3 separate regions of the Zea mays genome follow, and all the other regions are linked to region 2. The links are chromatin contacts, called in public Hi-C maps. All regions are on one chromosome and are shown on one strand. The core of a region is the stretch at or near the end of the contact, and the rest is flanking DNA. Distances in the headings are between cores, read along the strand shown.

Region 1 (3,482 bases), core at 622-3,121, 160 kb before region 2:
ACGGCTGTCCAACCAATTACCGAGTCAACAAGCTAAAGGAAACCCATAAATCCTTTGCAACAAACAAAATCTCTAGGAAGCGAACAGTTGAGATGTGATAATGAGACGCAACAATGTACCCTGCTAAAGTTTGCATCTTACCATATGGAGAAAATATGCTTAAATGGATAGGGACAGGTGATATTTGCTTTGAACGGCCTGTTTCTCTGTCGGTTTCATCAGCTATCTCCTTCCTCACGGCAGCTGCAAGAATACAACTATCATTGTGTACCAAATACCATTTGGATAAATTGAGTTTACAGTTTAAAATTCAGACAAGTCTGGTTTACCATTGAAGACCATTTCCCACAAAACAAGTGTGAGTGTTAGTTCATGTTTAAGGAAAATACAGCAAACCAGAAGCTAGTACAGTAGCATAACTAATGCAATAATATAAAAAGGATGTTTCAATGAGCATCATGAAATTCAACTATAGAGCAGTCCTCAACCATAGGTGACAATGTAATTTGATATAATTATATCTCATCAGTCATGAACCATGCAGCTCCCAAAGGAAAAAGGAGCAGATGAATTACCAAAATCTGTAAATCTCTTTCTTGGAAGGTGCATAAACTCGGCGTATTCCCTGTCACCATCAATTCTGTGGAGCTGCAGTACCAGCGGCCGCCGGGTTACAATGCCTGCAGATACCGTTCCAATCACAATACTAACATATCAGAACACCTAATTCTAGAAGATAGAACTGGACTTCACAGGAGATACTTCTTGCCAAAACAATACCTGAACCCCTCGGTAAGAAATCCTTCCCAACCACGCTCTCCAACACAGAGGATTTACCAGAGCTCTGTCAGCAAAATTCAAACGTCAAACTACGGCATTGTTTGAATTATGCATGAAGAGATCGAAACGAGCTTATATATGTTCATGAAAACAACAGTCCAGTTTGAGGAATAGCATCGAACTACGATATTTATCACGGAAACATCACATGAGCATACTCGCATCCCTACTTGCTCACACTAGTGACTAGCTTCCCAACCAGACGGAAGTCCAAGACTCAGAGATTAAGCAATCACGCGAGCGGCTGGGCGCATCAAAACTGCTTCGGATTCAAAAATGTAAGTGACCAAAATCTAACTTCCTGGACTCCGAGAAATTGCAGATCCAAGCAGCGCCAGGCCGCATCAACAACTAACCATCGCGGTTCCACCACCAGCAACCCGCGAGATCCACCCCCACGAAGCTGGGGTGACAGCACCAGATCCGATCAGAACCAACACAAAAAAGCGTGCCATAGAAGGGAAGACGGGCACCTGTCCTCCAACGACGGCGATGGCCGGCAGCGAGTCCCAGAGCGTCGGGAGTGCACTCTCCTCTCCGTGGTCTCCGAGAGCCGTGCAGGCCCTCTGCAGCTTGTTGACGAGGGTGATCAAGTTATCCATGGCCGCAGCGCAGGGTGGGCGATACCTGGCCGGGTCGCGCCACGCGGCGGGGGAGGCGAGATCGAGACGCGGAGCAGGAGAAAGGAGGCGTGGAGGGGGGAGACGAGGCGAGGCCGACCGCCCAGCCGCGTCTAGGCGTCGGTCGTCGGGCTCGAGCTGTGGCCTGGACCCTGGACCTGGAGATGTTGCGCAGGCTAGCGACGGCCGACGGTGGTCTGGTCTGGGTGTTTGGAGGCGTCTGCGGGAGTTGATTTGGGACTTCAAAGGCTTCGTGGAGAAGAAATGGGCGTGGCGTCTGGCGTACCGGCGTAATTTTGGTGAAGTTTCTGTAAATTTGATCTCCTGAATTTAGTTTGAAATATGTGTTTAGTTCAGTAAAGTTTACTTGTAAGAACCTGAAAAATACCAGTAATTCAGCTCTGTTTGGACTTTGGAACGTATGATTTTTCTATAAATAAAACTTCTAAACTCTGTGTACAATTTCTATACATTTTTTGCGTTCTAAACGAGGACACAATTCTATGCCCAAAGATACACAAGGCAAGTTACAATATCCTCATCATCTAGAGCACCAAATTAGCTATCAAGTTCGGGCAATGTTTTGCCATCCAGCTTAAAGGTGTCAAAATCGATAAATTGTTACGACAATATAGTACAATTTCCAATGGCTTCTCTCTAATACACAAAGAATCTGTATGTTGGTGTTGATCCAGACGTCAATCACTGCGTTGAGAACCGGCGGCGGTGCTCTCTGCGGAGACACGGACGGTCTGCGGCCAGGGGTCGGACGATCCACAACCTGTCGTAGGGCTCAGGTTCCTGCCTGACGGGCTGGACGGTCTGCGCGTGCGCAGGGGCGGCGGTGTTCGCCGACAACGCCTGTATCTCGCTCCCGGGAGGGACCCTGTCGGGGAGGAGAGATTCTAGACCTTGTCTAGGGTCGGCAAGCCACCCTAGACACCTCTAATCGACGTAGAGCCGAAGAGAAGTGGAGAATTTGGGATAGAGAAGGGCTAAACTAAAGCTAAATTAGAACTACTCCAAATGTACAGGATAAAACGAGAAATATATTGATGATTGATTCGATTGTTAATGATTCAATCTATCGTAGCCCTCCACATATATATATATATATATATATATATATATATATATATATATATATATATATATATATATATATATATAGGGGAGGTCTGGACCCGTTACACGTGATTTCCCGAGCTAATTCCGCGGATCTAGCTAACCAATCCTGTAAGAAACTCGGAACCCAAATTGATCCTGTGCGCGCGTGGACCGTCCACGCCACCAGTGCGGATCATCCGCCCGGTCGGTTTTGGCGCCCAACATATGCCCCCTGCCTTTTAGCGGAGCTGAGCGAACCAAAAGCAACTAACTCGATGTGATCACATCGGTTTTCTTAAGCATCTTGCCACATACTAGGATGATACTGCTTGAGGAAACGCCTGTTTAATGCCTTGGGCAAGTCTTTGCCTTGTAGTGTTTGCAACAAGTAGGCGTTACCGGACATCACCTGTGTAACCTTGTAAGGGCCTTCCCAGCTTGGCGACCACTTCCCAATCGATCTTTGCTCCTTAGAGGCAAGACAGTCTTCCATACCAGGTCCCCTACCTGAAACGATTTAGCCTTGACTTTCTTGTTGTAAGCTTTGGCGACCATGATCCTGTCCTTTTCTATTTCTCCTAAGGTTGTCACTCTCTTGTTGGTCACTTTATCAATATTGTCCATCATTGAATTATAATAATCACCGACAGTTACATCATTTTGCTTGGCGAACCTGGCAGCATTTAAACTTATTTCTATAGGCACCACTGCTTCCTGCCCATAGACAAGCTCAAACGGAGATACTTTAGTGGCCCGGTGTTTAGATATTCTGTGAGCCCATAAAGCTTCAGACAAAATCTTATGTCAATGCTTAGGATGATCAGATATCTTCTTTTTATCAGGTTAATCAATATTCTATTACTAGACTCGGCATGCCCATTGGCCTGAGCATAATATGGAGATGAATTGAGCAAT
Region 2 (3,315 bases), core at 199-2,698:
TCCTCTTGGCTGGTTACGATAGCATCTACATGTGCTTTTTCTCGAGCATCTCTCAGTACTGGTGCTTGCTCTAGGCGTTTATGCTCGGCAAGTTCTTGGAGCACATCGTCCAAATGGCTCGAATGTCCCCAAGGTACTCGATGAAATGTCAAAAACGAGTTTATTTTGTCTGCTACCTTTTCCTCCGTATGTGATTACGTGTCCTTCCATCACATGTACTGGTCAGCTCTCATTGCAACTGTGGAGGTAGAAGAAGAGGTGAGGAGCGGAGATGACAAGTTTTCCTACAGTTTGTTTGAGCAGAAATACGAGTTGGAGGGAAGAAAACAAGATTTAGAGAGTCTGCTAGTTTATCTTACCATTTGAGAAGCTTTCTATTTTCTATTTTTCAGCGACCACATAAAAGTCTAAATTTAGTTAAGATTATACCTAAACTCTTGGAGTTGCTCTCTGCGAGATTCAGAACCGTGTCTGGTAGCCGATCGAGTTGACGCCTGGGCTGAAAACGAGCTGAGCCGAGCCCGGCTCGGTGCAGTTGCGAGGCGAGCCAGGCTCGGATCGGTCATGTTGCAAGCCTGACCGAGAGGCTCAGCTCGGCTTGGTAACGGCTCGCGAGCCAGCTCGAGCCAGCTTGCAAGTCTCACACTAAATCATGTTTAGAGTATAAATTATATATTTTTTATTATATATAAGATAAAAAAATTATGTATACTATATTTTTAGACTACAATATAAGTGTATCACGTATTAAATTCAAGAATTTCATTAAAATAGTTTAAAACATAATAATAATAATAATAATAATAATAATAATAATAATAATAATAATAATAATAATAATAATAATAATAATAATAATAATAATAATAATATACTCGACGTTGTTAGCTCGGCTCGCGAGCTAGACCGAACCGGCTCGGCTCGCAGTTCTGACGAGCCGTAAAAACAGGCGTCATCTCGGACTCGTTTTGGCTCGCGAGTCGAACCCGAGCCGTCTCGTCGAGCCCGAGCCAAATTTCCACGCCTATTGACGCCATCACTTTTTCACCTCCAAGAAAGTTGGCCCCGTACACCATTATGTACTATTACTTCCCTACAATTTTTTCACAGCTGAAGCAACCAAAATGTTTATCACCTGATCTTCCACTACACACTCTTCATTCCCACACCCTTCGCTTCTCACTCCAGGAAACCCACATGTTTCCAGCAGTACACGAGTGGGTGCGCGAGTGCTCTTTTTCCTCCCCTTCCTTTCGCGGCCTTTGCACTCCACCGGACCAGGACACGGTCACCACTTGAACCGCTTCCAGATCTGGAGCCGGCATGCCACTGTGACGCAGACACGGCCGAGAGGGACACCCAACCCAGCGGCGGCACCAACCGTTGCTTCACAGGCACCAATCATAAGCTGGCTGGGCTCCGAGATGCACCACTAGCGACACATCACCCACCCAGTGAGATCGCCAACCCAACGCAAACGCATCGAGGAATAGAAGAAGGCGAGGATAAAAAGAAAACTTTCGCACCACCAACTCACACTGACCGCAACTTCCCAACAATCTCGGTCCCTCCCTCCCTCCTCCCTAAACTCCCCAGCAACCCGCGGCCGAGCCCCGTAGTCCGTGCACCAGTTGTCTCGCGTCGTCGTCGTCGCCGGGGCTGCAGCCTGCAGGCAGCGACCTAGCTAGGAACGGGTGACATGGCGCGTGCGGCGGCGTCGGTGGCCGCGGCGCTGCTCGTCGTGCTCGGCGTGGCAGCGTCGGTGGCGACGGCGCAGATGGAGACCTGCAGCGGCGACCTCCCACCCGTGCTCGCCGCCAACTACTCCGGCCTGGCCTGCCAGCCGGTCTGGAACAACTTCGTGCTCCGGGTACGTACGTGCAGTGCACGCGCGCGCCGTCGCCATGCCTGTCCGCACTCCGCAGTCCGCCTTGCTGCTTTCTGTTGCTGTTCGGTGCAGCGCCAGTGGTTCGGTTTCTGGGGCTTGGGATCTCGCGAGAACAGCCAGGGGTGGGTGGATCTTGTTGCCTGCAGGCTGCAGGCGAGATTGCCACTCAGATGCTCTGCTTGCGTTGTTGCTTGTTGAACTTTCAGCATAGCAAAGCCTTTCCAGCGGCTGTAATAAATCGATAGCTGGTAAGGGATTTCTAGCTAAACGACGCAGCATTCTAGGCAGCAACCTGCAATGCGGAAATCCTCAGGATCAGAAATCAGAATCCGTTTTGGAGGTAGCACAGTAGCAGAGCCAATAGAGCTGAAAGCGTACAGTTCAGATAAAGGGGACCAACAGGCAACGTGCAATTGCATTATTGATCTACCTATCTATCATCAAGCACGACAAAGAGAGTAATGCAATAGTTAAAAAAAAGATCCTCGGCTGTAGCTGTTAGTAGCATTATATTTCGACTATCCATCCAGATTGTTGTGATGAACTGTGGACAATCTATATAGCAAGCACAGCATAGAGTACATCTGCATGCAGCATTTCTGACTGACGTATGAACCAAACCATCTCCTCATGTATCCATCCATTGCAATTGCAATTTTCAGTACCACCAGGACAAGGACAACGTGCTGCGGGTGGTGCTGTCCACGATGTACAGCACGGGGTGGGTGGGCATGGGGTTCTCCAGGGACGGCCTCATGGTCGGCTCCAGCGCCATGGTGGGGTGGATCGGCAAGAAGGGGCTCCCCCACGTCCGGCAGTTCGCGCTGCGGGGCAAGAGCAGCTCCAAGGTGGTGGTCGACCGTGGCTTCCTCGTTTCCAACGACCACGACCACACTGTCGTGGTGCAGCAGGCCAAGATCTACCTCGCCTTCCAGCTCAGGTTCTCCTACCGCCTCACCCACCAGCACATCGTCATGGCCTTCGGCAACAGCATCCCCGTCAAGAACAGGCTCACCAGGCACCAGGACAAGACCTCCTTCACCTTCGATTTCACAACGGGTACGTACGGTACGGTACAGCAGTCGGCTGAATGACACATTTTAGTGGCCAATCCGACCGTCGGTTGACATCGAAAACCACTTGAACTGCAGGCAGAGCTTCGGTGGACGGGTCCTTCCCATACGGCCTGCGGCGTGCGCACGGCGCGCTGAACGTGTTCGCGTGGGGAGTCCTGCTGCCCATCGGCGCCATCCTGGCGCGCTACTTCCGGCGGATGGACCCGCTCTGGTTCTACCTCCACGTGGGCGTCCAGCTCGCCGGCTTCATCATCGGCCTGGCCGGCGTCGTCGCCGGGGTGGCGCTGTACAACAAGATCCAGGCCGACATCCCCGCGCACAGGGGGCTCGGCGTCTTCGTCCTCTTCCTCG
Region 3 (3,710 bases), core at 635-3,134, 130 kb after region 2:
TCCGCCGTCGCGCCTCAGGGATCCGCCGTCGCGAGCGTGTCCCCAGATCCATCGTCGCGCCACAGATGCTGGAGTGGCGGTGGCGGTGGCCATCGCAGAGACGGACGGGACAACCGCCGTTGTCACCGGGCCTAGGGTGCGCTGCCGTCGTCCGTCCGCTTCAAGAGCGCCGTCACCGCTTGCTCGCCTGCCTCGGAGCGTCGTTGTCGCTCGTTCCTGGTGGAGCGCCGCCGTCGGTCGCCTGCCTCGAGGTGACACCGCTGCTGGCCCCCAGGATCACCGCCGCCGCTAAAACCTAATTCCTGGCGGCGTGGGGGTGTTTTTATAGTGGTGGCGTGGGCCGGATCGTGGGCCCGATGCACGTAATATGCGCAGACTATATTTGCATAAACTGATACACACATCAGCATAACTCGTATTATATTTTGGCGTAAGCAGTTAGGTACAATAAGCCAAAAAGGGTCCGGTGCGGTCGCGCACCTGGTCGGTACGTGGTCGGGGCTTCCTATAGTTAAATAGAGCCTAGGGCTCTAAATACATATACTATATATATATATATATATATATATATATATATATATATATATATATATATATATATATATATATATATATATATATATATATATATATATATATATCCACAGTCAAGCGCAGCAGCCTCCTTTCGGATCCCCGGCGTGTAGCACTGCAAAGACGTAAAGAGCATGGCAGTTGGTCAGAAGCTAGGGCCGTGCTCGTGCGTGGAGCCGTTGGTCGTCCTGGCCCTCATGATGTGGGCATCGGACGGCGCCGGTGCCTCTCACGACAGCGCCGCCGGCAGGCGAGCAGCAGAGCACCAGCGGCGGATAAAAAATAATATTTGAACGAATAAACAAATCAATCACAAAAACAAAAATCTAGAAAAGAAAAAAAATCTGTACGAACAAATCTACATAAAAATGAAAAATCTAGAAAAAAAAACAAATCAGTGATAAAGACAAAAATACTACACATCTATCATGGGGATCGAACCCACAACCACAGGTTATGAGTCTTACTATCTATCAACTAAGCTAGACGAGTTTTGTGGTTATAATTGAGCTCGGCGCCAAAATCTATGGCGCCGAGCTTGGTGCCAAGTCGGCGCCACGACGTCCGAGTTATGCCAGCGCAGCACGTACCTCGGCGTCATAGCTTATGGCGCCGAGCTGTGTTACCTCGGCGCCATAGCCTATGGCGCCGAGCAAAGGGTACAAAAATGACATTAAAATTTTTTAGGGTCTAAACGTGATTTTTTTCCGAGAAAGGGTCAAAATGCAAAAAAAATGCAGGCCGGTGGACGCGCGCATCCACATCGAATCCGCCCGTCCGTCAAGAATCCCGTGGCCAACATCCTTTCCTCTTTCCCCAAGCCAAGACGCATCCGATGACCCCACACGTCAGTGAGTCCCAGTCGGTTAGGTGGCCCGGAGAGGGCAGTGCCCGCCCAGTTGTTGCCGAGTTTTGGAGCAGTAATCGCCGTCCACCTCTGGAGTGATCAGATCACGGCCGTAAGCTAAACGAGGGCTGCCGTTTGGCTTATCTGGACTGCAGGGAAGGCCCACCTGCCTGTCTCCGAGTGACGTGGTGTCTGCTGCTGCTAGTGCTTTGCTACGGTGGGCATCCGGCGTTTATGTGTCTCAACTCAAATCTTAACGCTTGCTTGCAGTTGCAGTGCAGCGTGCAGGTCTAGGAGACGAACGGGTTCGCTTGTGCAAATCCCATGGAACTTCGAGCTAAATCACGCACCTATGCCTCTGCGCTGGGATTACGGAAATGCCCATCAGCGTCGGCGTTTACCACAAGAGTGCCACGGCCTCGCAGGGCGAGAAAAGGTGCGGAAGAGTGGAGGGCGTTGCCGGTAGAGTGGAAATGATAAAGCCTCGGCCCTTCAGGCTGGCTCTGCTCCTCCTCCTCCTCGCCATTGCTGTGCGTTCTCCGCCTCACCAGATTTCGCAACAGAACCTTCGTTCCCTGCCGTCTCTTGTCGGTCTGGCCGGCCGAGGTGGGTGATCTGTAGAGCGAAACGCCGAGCCGGGAGAGGAGGGAGGCCGCACCGGCGATTGTAGAAGCAGAACCGGTGGAGGAGTAGAGGAGGGCGCCGAATCGATGCGCGGCTCCGCGGACGCCGTCGTGGTTGCTCGGGACGTGGTGGCCTCGTCGAGCCCGTCCAAGGCCGCGTCGGCGTTGGACATGACGAGGTACGCGAATCCACCACCAATCCCGTTCGCCTGCCGCTGCAGCTGCAGCTGCAGCGTTGTGTTCGTCGGTGTTCTTTCCTGAGACCAAAGCCGCGAATTTGCGCTCTCGTTTCCGCAGTCAGTGGTTGTTGCCGGCTCCTGCGGGGCTGATTCGAACAAGTTTCTCCCTTTCGTGCCGTGTTCGCGGCCCTTCTCTGCTGTTCTCTTCGCAAGCTCTTCGAGGCGCCGTTTGATCTGCGGGCAGGCCAGTTGTTCTCGCGTCTCGCAGCCTGTGTCTCACCCGCCCACCTGTGCTGGTTGGTTCTTCGCTGGTCTCGGTTCGGTTCTCCATAGATTGCAGGTTTTCGTTCTGAATTATCCGCTCGGCTTTCTGGGATGATTATTTCTCTGCACAGATCTCTGAACCGTTCGTTTAACGTGGAGTCCTGCTGCGGTTTGCGAGCGTTCTGGTTTTCTGCGGTTGCAAATTCACGCAGGAAGACGAGATTTTGCACATCTTTTCATCCATGACTCCAGGTGCTGGACCTTACTCTTCCTCGATCCAGTCGCTGACTCGAATTCCGTCTGATTGATTCCCCTGCAGATACCCGAGGCTCAGCCCAGATGGCCTCCCGCTGCCCAATGGCAGCGGCAGCGGCGCGAGCAAGAAGCCTGCAGCGCCGGTGTCGCCGGCCCCCAGATCGAGCAAGGATGACGTGGCACCGGCCGTCGCCACCGACAGCTCCCGCATCGCGGCGTTCCTAGCCTCGACGTCGCTCGAGCCCAAGCCGCGCGCTCGCGCACCGCAGCCACAGCCGACGGCTCCTAACTCGGCGCCCACCGCAGCCGTCGCCGCGAACAGGAGCCCCGCGCGCGACCACGGCCACGGCCACTGCTCCGACCACTCCGATCCCGCCTCCCCGAGCTCCACCGGGGCCCGCGAATTGCTGCTCCGGTGGGGACAGAACAAGCGCATGCGCTGCCGCCGCGACTGCGCGTCCGCGTCGCCGCAGCGGCGGCAGGCGGGCGGCAAGATACCGCGCCGCTCATCGTCGCCGGCGGCGGACAATCTGATGCCGCCGCCGAGCGCAGCGCCCTACGCCCGCGGGTCCAACCTCCGCTACGCCACGCCTCGCCCGCCGCGCTCCGGCGCCAGCGACGCGCACCACGGCCGCGGGGCCCTCCCCAACCCGCTCAGGTACGGCTGCCGTCTTTACTCCCACGCCCACCTCTTGGGCTCTTCCTCGATCTCTAGGGCGTCTTCCACTTCGTTTTCTTGCCGTTTTTCCTCTTCCGCTTTTACCCCGCCACCGAGCCGCGGTCGTACGTGGTGGCGCGGCGCGGCGAGGAGAAGGGCTAATTATAGTGGAAGGGTGCATCCAACGGTCCACCTCGCATGTCCACAATTTTTTTTCCTGTGGGCATCCGCAGCGGCAGCAGCTTTTGTTGCGGTTGCGGGCGCCCAGCTTTTGCTCTCCGCGCCGCATCCGTCCGTCCACCTCATCATCC

Evidence for each region. Hi-C and Micro-C count contacts between places; a contact is called where the count stands out from the background.
Region 1: a contact with region 2 is called in a Hi-C map of leaf, with 5 times the contacts expected there. The contact joins the promoter of LOC103635310 here to the promoter of LOC100856943 in region 2. A contact is called at or near these places in 10 of 25 Hi-C or Micro-C datasets (bundle sheath, ear, endosperm and 4 more) and 1 of 3 datasets of contacts at active chromatin or transcription factors (leaf).
Region 3: a contact with region 2 is called in a Hi-C map of endosperm, with 3 times the contacts expected there. The contact joins the promoter of LOC100278401 here to the promoter of LOC100856943 in region 2. A contact is called at or near these places in 10 of 25 Hi-C or Micro-C datasets (bundle sheath, ear, endosperm and 3 more).

What each region holds. Positions count from the first base shown.
Region 1 is chr8:67,940,742-67,944,223 of Zm-B73-REFERENCE-NAM-5.0, forward strand. It overlaps LOC103635310 (dynamin-related protein 5A), which reads right to left and starts at 1,872. Exons shown (of 16, transcript XM_008657794.3): 1 at 1,314-1,872; 2 at 781-844; 3 at 576-680; 4 at 142-243. The coding sequence starts at 1,442.
Region 2 is chr8:68,100,718-68,104,032 of Zm-B73-REFERENCE-NAM-5.0, forward strand. It overlaps LOC100856943 (dopamine beta-monooxygenase), which reads left to right and starts at 1,449. Exons shown (of 3, transcript NM_001254829.2): 1 at 1,449-1,870; 2 at 2,551-2,947; 3 at 3,040-3,315. The coding sequence starts at 1,700.
Region 3 is chr8:68,234,382-68,238,091 of Zm-B73-REFERENCE-NAM-5.0, forward strand. LOC100278401 reads left to right here and starts at 1,885. Exons shown (of 5, transcript NM_001361336.1): 1 at 1,885-2,222; 2 at 2,806-3,399. The coding sequence starts at 2,131.